2 separate regions of the Mus musculus genome follow, and region 1 is linked to region 2. A link is a contact called in public HiChIP or PLAC-seq data. All regions are on one chromosome and are shown on one strand. The core of a region is the stretch at or near the end of the contact, and the rest is flanking DNA. Distances in the headings are between cores, read along the strand shown.

What was found. HiChIP or PLAC-seq counts read pairs in DNA pulled down with a chosen protein or histone mark.
Region 1: a CTCF HiChIP or PLAC-seq map of the NIH/3T3 cell line shows a contact between it and region 2, with 11 read pairs. The contact joins two enhancer-like sites. A contact is called at or near these places in 2 of 15 datasets of contacts at CTCF or cohesin (CD8 T cells and the NIH/3T3 cell line) and 2 of 115 datasets of contacts at active chromatin or transcription factors (embryonic fibroblasts and embryonic stem cells).

The regions. Positions count from the first base shown.
Region 1 is chr15:63,061,306-63,068,161 of GRCm38.p6, forward strand. Gm41334 (a long non-coding RNA gene) reads right to left here. Exons shown (of 3, transcript XR_875378.1): 2 at 6,613-6,686; 3 at 6,195-6,316. Among named protein-coding and RNA genes, the nearest start is that of Gm41334, 6.0 kb to the right of the region's middle. RefSeq lists an enhancer at 4,397-6,306. Within about 2 kb of position 5,231, at least 43 of the 459 cell types and tissues checked have an H3K27ac peak or open chromatin away from gene starts, as enhancers often do. A contact at or near this core is called in the NIH/3T3 cell line and embryonic fibroblasts, where this site is marked.
Region 2 is chr15:62,959,803-62,965,738 of GRCm38.p6, forward strand. No RefSeq gene overlaps it. Among named protein-coding and RNA genes, the nearest start is that of Gm30113, 8.6 kb to the left of the region's middle. Within about 2 kb of position 3,064, at least 11 of the 459 cell types and tissues checked have an H3K27ac peak or open chromatin away from gene starts, as enhancers often do. A contact at or near this core is called in the NIH/3T3 cell line and embryonic fibroblasts, where this site is marked.

The DNA of each region.
Region 1 (6,856 bases), core at 3,981-6,480, 100 kb after region 2:
GGTGTGCCATCATGCTCTATCCCACACCATCCCACCCACAAATTTTTCCTTTTTCTTCTATAAAATATTTTTAGGGAGAGAAATCAAAATTCACATAGCATTTATTACAGTGTATTATTATTTAAGTGTTGTGTTTTATCAGATGTTTCTTTTGTTGGCATCTTCTCATGATTATCTGATAAATACAGTATTATCATATGAACATGTATGCAGGCATATATGCAGAAAAAGAGAGAAATATTATGTGTAAAGGATAAAGAGTTATGCTATTTATAGTTTCAGGCATCCACTAGGGTCTTGAAACATATCTCTAAAGGATAGAGAGTACCTAACCCACTGATAAAATAAAGACAGATTAAAATAATTAAATTGAACTGTAGTAGTCAATCAACTCTGGGTTCTGAATGAAAAATCATCAGGAAATATCCTGTCTATTCTTTTAAAGCAATGACAACAGCTCTTAATGCAGCAACTTTGAAATTTATAGATCACTCTGGTACCTAGTCTTACTAGACAGACATAGCACTTGTTCATTTTTCTTACAGCTTAAGGACTCGAGGTTCCTATAAAGTCTCTACCACCGTCAGGGAAATGTTGGAAAGAAAACTGAAGAGGGGAGCATGAACCATTATCAGGACAGCATATTGGAAACGTCCCTAGTGTTGCTCTTTTTTGCTACTGTTTACAAATTAATGTAACCCAACCTGAACTTACGAAAGCTGGCCTGCTATTTTGGGCAATTAGACCAGAGCAAGACATGGGAAGCTGAGATACTCTGGACCAGATCACAAGAGGTTATAAGAGGCGTGTGTGTGTGTGTGTGTGTGTGTGTGTGTGTGTGTGTGTGTGTGTTTGCTGTAGTCACTGGCTTCCAGGTCTCTAGGTTAGCTGGGTTCACATGTTCCACATATCTTAATGCTCAGCTCTTATTTCTGGTCAAAAGTCTCAGGTTTTTGTTAGCAACAGCAAGAGTAATTGAGGACCTTGGGCATTGGTTACCACTCTGAAGTCTTCCTAAATGATAGAAATAGAAGTACAATCGAGAGTCAGACAAACCCTGCCCTGCCATTTCCTAGACCTGGTATCTTATACAAGTTGTATAATAAACATAAAGCTTCGTTATCTTGTCACCATTTGAAAACATAGGCAATACATACATAGCTATCATTATACTACAGACCAGGTAATACTTCTTACATACTTTACTTTTTATGGACTTCTTACATAATTTATCCTAGATAATTGAGATAAAATGTCCACAAAACCTTTGATGGTTGGAGACCTTTGGTACAGTCAAGGTAAATACTACTATGCCCTGAAACATTACAGATTCCAAATAACAACAGTAAACAGCTTCAGGAATCCAAAGAAGGACTTATTTGACTAAGGATTTTCCAAAGATAGATAAAGTCACTAAGTGGGAGCCTATATTGCTCAGCACAATTTGTAGGGCTAGTGCATAAGAGGTATGGAAAACTGTAGAGCACTATAGAGGCTTTCAGATTACTAAATATGACAAATGATCACTAGTTTGCGATATGCCAATGCTTAGCTTGGATTATACATATGGTAATAAGTAAGATAAGCTCTGTGCTTATTCCCAGGGTTCCTTTATAAAATAGCACAAGGAAGTTGGGGAAAACAATAGAACTTCATGATTCTAGAGGATGGAATTCTGAGTTCAAGGTATCTCTAAAACCTTGTGCTCTCTCAACAGTAAAGGGGGAACCTTGTGAGATTCTTGCACCTACTGGCAATTCTCCAAAATTGACCATATAATTGTTCACAAAACAGGCCTCAACAGATACAAAAATATTGAAATTATCCCATGCATCCTATTAGATCACCATGGACTAAGGCTGATCTTCAATAACAACATAAATAATAGGAAGCCAACATTCACGTGGAAGCTGAACAACACTCTACTCAATGATAACTTGTTCAAGGAAGAAATAAAGAGAGAGATTAAAGACTTTTTAGAGTTTAATGAAAATGAAGCCACGACATACCCAAACTTATGAAAGCATTCCTAAGAGGAAAACTCATAGCTCTGAGTACCACCAAAAAGAAACTGGAGAGAGAGCATACACTAGGAGCTTGACAGCACACCTAAAAATGCTAGAACAAAAGGAAGCAAATTTGCTGAAGAGGAGTAGACAGCAGGAAATAATCAAACTTAGGGCTGAAATCAACCAAGTGGAAACAAAAGGAACTGTACAAAGAATCAAACAAACCAGGAGCTGGTTCTTTGAGAAAATCAACAAGATAGATAAACCCTTAGCCAGAATAACTAGAGGGCACAGGGACAGTATCCTAATTAACAAAATCAGAAATGAAAGAGGAGACATAACAAAACCTGAGAAAATCTAAAACATCATCAGATCCTACTACAAAAGGTTATACTCAACAAAACTGGAAAACCTGGATGAAATGGACAATTTTCTAGACAGATACCAGGTACCAAAGTTAAATCAGGATCAGACTAACGATCTTAACAGTCCCATTTCCCCTAAAGAAATAGAAGTGGTCATTGATAGTCTCCCAACCAAAAAAAAAAAAAAAATAAAAAAAGCCCAGGACCAGATGGGTTAGTGCAGAATTCTATCAGACCTTCAAAGAAGACAGAATTCCAATTCTCCTCAAACTATTCCACAAAATAGAAACAATCCATTCGATGAAGCCACGATTACACTGATACCTAAACCACACAAAGATCCAACAAAGAAAGAGAACTTCAGACCAGTTTCCCTTATGAATATTGATGCAAAAAATACTCAATAAAATTCTCACAAACCGAATCCAAGTACACATCAAAAAGATCACCCATCATGATCAAGTAGGCTTCATCCCAGGGATGCAGGGATGGCTTAATATAAGAATATCCATCAACACAATCCACTATATAAACAAACTCAAAGACAAAAACCACATGATCATCTTGTTAGATGCTGAGAAAGCATTTGACAAAATCCAACACCCCTTCAAGATAAAAGTCTTGGAAAGATCAGGAATTCAAGGCCCATACCTAAACATAATATAAGCAATCTACAGCAAACCAGTAGCCAACATCAAACTAAATGGAGAGAAACTCGAAGCAATCCCACTAAAATCAGGGACTAGACGAGGCAATTCTCATCATGCATTGGCTTTCAGTTTCCTTACTTTCATTCTCTATCTTCTTATACAGACAGCAGTTACTTATAGTTAAGACTCTACCTACTCTACCATACTCTGGTCTTAATTTATATCTACCAAAATTCTATTTCCATATAATGCCATATTTACAGGTACCAAAAGTTAGGACTTTAAGATATATTTGTTGGATGGCACAATAGCTGAAACCATTGCAATATGCGTCTCACTGAAGAACTGATTATGGACCACAGAGACATGAAAAGAATGAATTCTAATATAATGTGAAATATACTTCTAGGGATTTGTTCGTGGCCATGTAGTGTGATGTAAGTAGAGTGGATTTTAGTGCAGGAGAGTCTTAGGTGGGTTGAAAGGTTGGCTAAATTCTGAAGATAAGCTGGAGTTCAGTTAAGGAATGAAGAAAGGACATCACCAAAGGCACAAGGTAATCCCTTTAATGGCATAAAGAGGGTCAGTAAGACATGGCACAATTTGTATAGAGAAAACATGAGTAAAATTCTAACACTAATGGAACTATAGCATCATGGAAGGAGAGAAACTAAACTAAGTCTCTCTGTGCAATGTCCTTTTTCCTTTTTTTTTTAATTAGGTATTTTCCTCGTTTACATTTCCAATGCTATCCCAAAAGTCCCCCATGCCCACCCCCCCAATCCCCTACCCACCCACTCCCCCTTTTTGGCCCTGGCGTTCCCCTGTACTGGGGCATATAAAGTTTGCGAGTCCAAAGGGCCTCTCTTTCCAGTGATGGCTGACTAGGCCATCTTTTGAAACATATGCAGCTAGAGATGTCCTTTTTCTTCCTGAATGCGAAGCTTAGATTCTTAGTCAGTCATCCTACATTTGGCAGTTGAATAACCATTGGGACAATGTGTATGCTATGGTATCATCAGATCATTTGTTGAGGTTAATGGTAAGATAACTACAATAAACCAGTTCAGGAAGTATTTTAAATCCATAGATTCTGAACTGAAAATTTGAACTATATGAACATCATAAGGTTATTTGGGAAATTTAACATGAAGATCTGAATCTTTGGTTCTTGCTAATGTAGAATGATGGGAGTCAGTCCGTGGATGAGTCTTATGAAGATTTTTTTTTTTTTGGTTTTTCAAGACAGGGTTTCTCTGTATAGCCCTGGCTGTCCTGGAACTCACTTTGTAGACCAGGCTGACCTTGAACTCCGAAATCCGCCTGCCTTTGCCTCCAAAGTGCTGGGATTAAAGGCTTAAGCCACCACACTGGGCACGTTATGAGGATTTTAAGTGAGAGAATTTAAGGTGTAAGTTATAAGAAGCTACCATTTTTACTAGCAGTAAGTGTACTGTTACAAATAGGACCCAGGTAATAATCTCTGATATTCATGATTCTGACAAAAGCATTTCCAACAAGGTTTTGAGAAACTATATAGTATGTAGCAATACAGAAAACAGGAAAGTACTACATTTGTCATAGACAACTATTTCTTCCTCCTTAGCACTCCTCTCTCATTAGGATAAGAAGACATCCTGGGCAGGGTCAGCTAATAGCATTCTACATGAGGCCCTACTCTAAACCAAACTCACTGTCTTTGCTATCAGCAGCCGGCTCCCGATGTGTGTCAATTACAAAGAGAGCAGGGCTCCAAAGACCATGAAGCCCAAATGTGGTTACTGAGCAAACAGGGCTATTTGAAGTGCATTCCTTTCTGCTGAGCTTGGTGTCAGTAAAAAGGAACTCTCTTTTCCTATAGCAAGACCCTCATGTCCTAGTGAGGTTTCAGCCAAGAGTTGTGCAGTGTTGGCAGTGAGGGAGGGACTGGTGGCCACTTGAAATTCTCAAGTCCATGTCCCCAAACACTAGACAGAAAGGCCCTTATTTTTGGCTCCATGCCCTTCTCCAATTTCATTTCCACTGAAGAGTGGCCCAAGCTCTGTGATCTGTTCCATCAACACTGTGGCTAAAATTAAATTTCAGAGTCCTAGTGCAGAATGAGCTGAAGTCTTTTCTAAAGTGCATTCACCCCTGCTGTGTGAGTGTTCTTTACTAAGGAGATGTCAAGAGGGGAGTGTCCTCAACAGGATTTGTTTCTGGGAGAAAAGTAGGAGATTTACACAAGTTTCACTAGACTTTGAGGGGTTAGGAGATGACTAAGTCCTAACCTCAAGATACTTACTTTCTTTTGCAAAGTCTTAGATGTAGATCACAAATTCTACTATGAAGCAGGCAAAATTTCTTAACTGAATAACTAACACAATAACAACAGAGATTCCTATCTGACTCAGTTCTTGACCAGTAGCCCCTTTTATAGATATTGTCTTTCTTGACCTTTATAACATCCCTGTATTTTATGGGATCATGGTCCCTCCATTTGAAACCTGAACAAACACATGCTCAGAAAAACAAAAGCATATTAGTCAATTTAAATGAGTCCAGGATTGCTGTATGTCTTCTTGTCTCAAAATACTACACTGTTTCCTCAAGTAAAATGCTATTCTAGGACAGAGTCCGGAGAATTTTCATAGGGAGAGGTAGTGTTATATCAAATGGCCAGAATTAAAAACATAACATTTTGTGACTTTTTTCTCTATTCATCTGTCTACAAGCCAGATAGCATAGTAATTAGCAAAAGATTTGTTTTCCAAAGGAAGTTAACAACCCTTCCCTCTATCTCTACAAACAATTGTTGATAATGTACATAGTCATTTCTCGATCTCAAACAGTTGCCTAGTCCCTGTACTGCCTGTTACACAATTCAAGATAAGCCCTGTGTGGCAAATCATTGGAAAGCCCCTTCCATCTAGTCAGAAAATTCAGCCAAAGGTAAGCAAACAGTTTGGGAAGATTCCAGAATCCTGAAGTAAGCATGCGATTTAACAGTGCAAGTGCTCTTACACACCATTCAAGGGCCATGACTAACTTCCTGTAAGGCACTTACAAAGTCTCTTGCAAATGGAGGCAGTGGTATTTTGTGTCATTGTTTCTCCTGACTGAAAATAGCCTTTTATTCAGTAACATGCAAGAGGAAATAGATGATCTAGCACATACACTAGGAAATCCTGTGAGCTCCTCACTTATCGGTTTATTCTGTCTATTTTTGATCAATACACCTTACATATTTGGTGAGGAGGCAATGACTCCAAATAAGTGTGCTTATTGCTTGGTGATCTGCCACTCTTGAGGTCTGTAAGATACAGTAATTAGAACATCATTTAAGACGTTTATTTCCTCTTTTATATCAGAAAAATCTATGCTATATAATATGAAATAAAGATTCAATTACAGAGGTTTGAACTTGTGTCAGGGCTTAACCCATTGTCCTGTTCTTTGTTTGTTTGTTTTTATTTGTTTTTGTTGTTCTTAAATGTACATTTTCAATACCTCTACCACAAATATAATATAAAATACTATATTATTAGACACTTTTCTTGTTGCTGTGGCCAAAAGCAACCTTAAGGATGAAAAGAATTTTTGACTTACAGTTACAGGAGAGAAATTCCATCCCAATGGGAAAGGCATGGAGAAGGTGCCGAAGGCAACAGGTCAGTTTGCATCTGCAACCAGAGAGCCAAGCAGAGACAGGAAATTAGGATAATGGTATAGAATGTCAAGACTCATCCTGCATAGCTCATCCACTTCATTGAGGCTCCACTCACCGAAGGTTACGTAACCTTTGAAAACAGGACAGACAACACATTTTTCAAAGACATGAGCCTCTGGAGGT
Region 2 (5,936 bases), core at 1,814-4,313:
GGAGTGTGTGTTTTTATGCTTGTTTGATGGAGAATGGACAGCTGTGCAGAAGTATAGCTGGATTGAAGGCTCTGACTTAAAGCAACAGACTGGTAGAGATGGGAGACTAGTCTGTTGAGATTCCTTTTGGTCTTTGTCGCATTCCTCTCTCCAGGTATGTGGCAAAGCCCCTCTGGGATGAAGGTCTTATAACCTATTATTATATAAGTTCCCTGGGGGACTTTCTTGACAGCAAGCACCTACAAAAAAAAAAAAAAAACATCAGGGGAAGATTAAGATTATATTCTAGATTGTCACTTCAGGAGAGGAAGAGAAGCAAGAGAAACAGGATAGGGAGGGTCTGAGCCTCCATACAACATCCTCCAATTTGATATCCTCAGTAAAACAAAGTACCACACTTTGGGGCACTGCTTTCTGGGCCTTAACACTTACAATTCAGTCAAGGAAGCCTAATTTATTATTTTAATTTTTCAGAAGAACATCCCAACCTGTAGATAATTGCCCATGAGCCTGTATAGACCAACTCCAAATCTCTGCTCATAGCAACAATTTTCCCAGCATGTTCAAAATGTAAGCCAGGCAGGTCTGACTGAATTAGTGATTAGTTTTGAAGCTAAAGGAATGACATCAGTGGATCTCATATATCCATTTCTATTAGGTAATGTTGTCAGTTTTATTGGATTAAGGAAGGAACAGGACATCAGTTAGTCATTCTTTGAGTTCATTTGTAAGGGTATTTCCAGCTAGATTAGCTGATAGAAGAATCATCATAAATATGCTTGGTTCCACCCAAGGATGTGGGATCCCAGACTGAAAAAGTAGAGTGAGAAAGAAGAATGAGACCAGCATTCACCTTTCCTTACATCCCTGCCATCTCATGCTCCCATCATGCCTTTCCCACAATGGACTGTACCCCTCAAACCATGAACTCACAAAAATCTTTTCTTCCTTCAGTCGCCTCTTATTATGTGCTTTGTTGCAGCAAAGACAAACATAACCAATACATCTGATGCAATCTGCATACATTTTTCTGGCAAGGGGGAAGGATTGCAAAGTGCTGTTGTCACTATAGTAAATTTCTACCAAAGGGAGAAACAAAAGAGAAGAGTCATCAGTAGCCACAAGAGAGAATCCAAACCTTTTTATGATCTATCTTTCATTCTCCAAATTGAAATATATTTCAATGACCAATCAAAACCTATCTTTTAGACATCTCTGACTAGTTAAGCATTACCTTGCTATCTCCTCACCTTGATATTTGCTCTGTGTCTATCAGCATTTTTAACCCTATGTTCTTCCCACTGTCTTTGATTTAACACAACTTTGTCTTCCACTCAAGCCATGAGATGCCTCCCCAGTACCCACTGCACTCTCTCAGCACTAATAGGCCTGTGACTCAAACTAAACTCGTATGTTACTGAGATTCTTCCCCTATATGATCTCTGAGTAGCAATTCTATTGTGTGGTACAAGCCTGCTGGGCTCAAAAGTGTCTTTGACCATGCCTTTAATACCACATAAGAGAAGCCTATGGATAGATCCCTTGTTTGAGATAGTAAAACAAAGGTCAGGGAAGACAATAAACTGAGTCAAGAAAACTGAAGACCGCATATATAGGAGATTTTCTGAAATCTTGTCTTTGATCCAATGCTGAAGCTGCCATGCATAAAGTATCTTAATAGACTCATGTCACCTGATAGCCAGAAGACAGAAGCAACTCCACCATATAAATGTAACCTCTAACCACACCATTCTTTCTACCTGGAGTAATCTGTACTTCATGGAGAGTCCACGAGAGAAACAGAAAGAGTCCTGTCTAGTCACCAGAGGATGGGCAGAATTCTTCCTTCTCTATCTACAAGAAAGTCAGGAAAGGCTTCTTATTGACTTTGAAGCAAAGAAAACACTGAAGTGGTAGATTTTGTTATTGTTTCCATATATACATAGACACACACACACACACATATACACATATGAGAATATATATATGTGTGTGTGTGTGTGTGTGTGTGTGTGTGCAGTTGTTTCCATATGTGTGCATGTGTCTGTGTATGTATACATGCATATACAAGGCAAATGTTGTATTTAATAGCAATTTATTCTTTTTGTTCTTTTTAAAAAGAAAACACATGTTCTTTTTTTTTTTAAGATTAATTGTATTTATATGACTACATTGTACCTGTCTTCAGACACACCAGAAGAGGGCATTGGATCCCATTACATTGTTTGTGAGCCACCATGTGGTTGCTGGGAATAGAACTCAGGACCTTTGGAAGAGCAGTTAGTGCTCTTAACTGCTGAGCCACCTCCTCAGCCTAGCCATTTATTCGTAAGCAAACAACTCACCATATTTGAATCTCAATTGCTTAGACATCAAATGAGGATGCATTGCTCAGGCTCCTGAGAATACATAACATAAATTGTTTTTAAAGCATTAAGTCTGATTGAACCCAAAGGCTTAACAAATGGCAATTCATTTTATTTTGCATATGAAGTGTTTGCCCTTGACTGAAGGAGATATATTTAAGTGAGCTCAACTGTTAAGTGGATTATTTCCTGTATTTTAAAGCCTCTTTAGTGTGGTCAAGATTGAGCTGGACACTAAGAATGTCTGTTCATGTTTGCCTTTTGGGACTTGGTAGTCTGAAAGGATATGGCCCCAGCTTCATACAGGATATGTTTGAAACAAATGGAAAACTGTATAATACAAAAATGCATTCCTTTAGGTTTATGGAACAGTGAAGTCAAATGAAGCAGAGGACATCTGAGGAAACTTTAGGGAGATGAAATCCACTGCCTACACAGAAGAGTGAGCTGGATGTCCATAGGTGGGAAGATGAAGAACAATGTGTATTTTTCATCAGATTTTTTCATTAAATGAAAAATTACTAGCAAAATAGCATTGTCTCACTTCCCATGTGGCTAAAGTCTTATTCATATTCTTATAAAAGAAAGCTGAAGTTTCCTGAGTGCTTCAAAAAGATAGCCGTATGCTACACCGCTTTTTTATGAATCAGCCGTTTCCAAACATGACTACATTACGTGTCTTTTAAAGACTTCTGCTATCACTCTCTGAAACCCCGGGAAAAGAATCTCTGTGGTTTTACATTCCTTTGCATTTACTCTAGAGGAAAACACACCATGAAAATTTCCATATGTTCATCTTCCCCTGTACATATTTATGTGAACAGTTTCCTTTTTAACAACTTTCAAAACATATGCTCTTTCCCAAGTTATTTCCCCTAAAAGTAATTCAGTGATGGCATGATTCATGGATTATGGGAACCATGAAAAGTTACTGAACCAGGTGTGACATTTGGACTCGTTAAAAGTCACTGTACCAGAACACATCAAATGGCAAGATTTGCCCCCCACCTTTGGGTGCTCACATCATTCCACTTTAGTCTGTGATGAAGCTGTTACAATTGAAGCAGGCTGCTAGTTTAAACAAGAGATCATCACGATAGTCATTTGTCATATAACATCCCTCAAAATGCTAAAGCTTGGCGTCTGAGTGAAAACGGATGGGAGACAGACAATAAATACAAATACTGAGAGTAGTAGATCATAATTTCCTACACTCAGCCCTGATTTCTACTGAATTGAAGTAAATAACACATGCATAGTTTAAGTTGTAAATATCCAGCCAAAGAATTTCCTAAAGATAAACCTCTGTTAATAACACCTCTTACTCTACAGCCAATTCCAGTTTTGAAATTAATATACACATTTGGTTAGTAGTTTGGATAATATTGAAGATCCATTTTATACTATTGCCATGATCTAGATCTGGCCTGAATATTTTCCAGAGATTCACGTAGCGAAGTTGGACTGCTATGGAAATTATAATAGATCGGGACTTCAGGTAGTTATTAAATCACTTCTTAAGGGATACCTGTTAGTCTCATATGGTGATTTCTCATAATTGCAAGTTGGGATAAAATCTTCACTCCTACATATGATCCGTTTTACACATACTCAATGTCCCTTTCAGAGTCTTCTTTATGTTGTGAAAAAAATCAATGTGCCCCTCACCAAAGCCCAGACAAATAAGGTAGATTGGTTATCTTAAACTTTTACCTCTGAAACCATAAATCAAATAAAATTACTTCATTTAGATTGAACTTACCAGAAGCATTGAACTTCTGGTATATTTTGTTATAGCAGCAGATACTTGACTAAATTGGGAACCATTAGTACAGTGTGTGGTTGTTGGAATAAAAATATTTAACAATACAGAAAAGGCTTTGGAACTAGAGAAGCAGGGCACAAACAACAAGCTGGAAGTGGTCTGTTCCATGGTATATGAGAGGCATTCTGAGGGATTCTGGTGATGGCTCAGAATAAAGGGTATATGGAAAGACCTAGATATTTTCCAAGATGATGAGGTCTCAGAGAGAAATGAGGACTGTCCTATCGGAAATTGGAGAAAGGGACATTCTTATTATGATGCAGCAAACAACTGCACTGAACTCTGCCCATGCACGAGGGCTTTATGGAGTGATGGGATTGTTTAACTGGTAAATGAAATTTCTAAACAAAATACAGAAGGAGCTACAAGAGTACCCTTGCCAGCTTGCAACATGGCCCAAGAATAGAAGGAAATTCACCAGAGTAATTTGAAAATTCACAGGCCAGATAAAAATATGTATGAGCAAACAAAATACTGATGTAGGCAAATAATCACTTGCTAATGAGATTATCATATATAAAAGGAATCTAGGTATCATTTTTCCAAAACAGGGAAATGACTTCAAGGACATCTCATAAATCTCTGAGGCTACTTCTCCTAATGCAACACTGAAGACCTTCTAGGGAAAAAAAATGGTTTAGGGAATAAACCCAATGCCATCATCACAAGTTTACTATCCAGTATTGTCTTGGAATTTGAACTGATCTCCCAAATGGCCAAGTGAAGGCACTGACAAGAGTTATAGGGACTGTGCAAAGGGTCAGGCCAAATGTGACATTTTGAGTTTTTATACATCCTTGTCCCCAAATGTATTGAGTAACAAGATTTAACCACGAAGCTTGAGACATTCCGATTGTAGCCTGTGCTAGTTCTATAGGCTTGTTGAATAAAGAAATTATGGGGTCAGAAGTGACTTCCACTGAGTTTTCGAAGGAAATCTCAAGGATCCTCACAGAGATACTGTGAAGGTCCTTTACTGGGATGCTTTGTGCAGCCAATGAAGGAGCACTGCTATTCTTGATATCCTAAAGTAAGAGCCACTGCCAGCTTTCATTCTTTGCCTGGGAGACTCACAGGCTCTATCGTCAACCCTAGATCATGGCCATATAAGCTGTTATCAGTAACATTATGGAGGCAAGGCAGCCAGGGCCAGAAGTGTCTATACACACCTTGACTGCACAGTATGCTAGATCTGGACCTTTAGGATTTGATGTCTGCACTGTTTGCTTACAAACATACTGGGAGCCAGAAACCCTTTGAATTTGAGCATTATCGTTTGGAATCAGACTTCTCCTATGTCTGCTCTACCATTGTATACTTGAAGCATATAGCTTGTTTTTAATTTTACAAGGTCACAGCTGAAAGAGTTTGCCTTGAGCCTCAGATGAGTCCTTGGATTTGGACTTGAGAGTGAAGCTGAAATGAGTTCAGATGTCGGGCACATTGGTGTAGAATGTATATAGTTTATGTTCAGAGAAGAACATGGACACTGGTGGCCACAATGGAATAATGAGGTTTATATTCAGCAGTGTCTCTCAACCTTCCGATGCTGCATACCTTTAATACAGTTCTCAATGTTGAGCTGACCCCTGACCATAACAGCTACTTTATAACTGTAATTTTGCTATTGTTATGACTCATGGTGTATCTGATATGTAGGACAGATATCAGGTATGTGATACTCCCCTTAAAGGAGTTGCAACCCACAGGTTGAGAGTCATTGATATGCAGTAAAATCAGTCCCT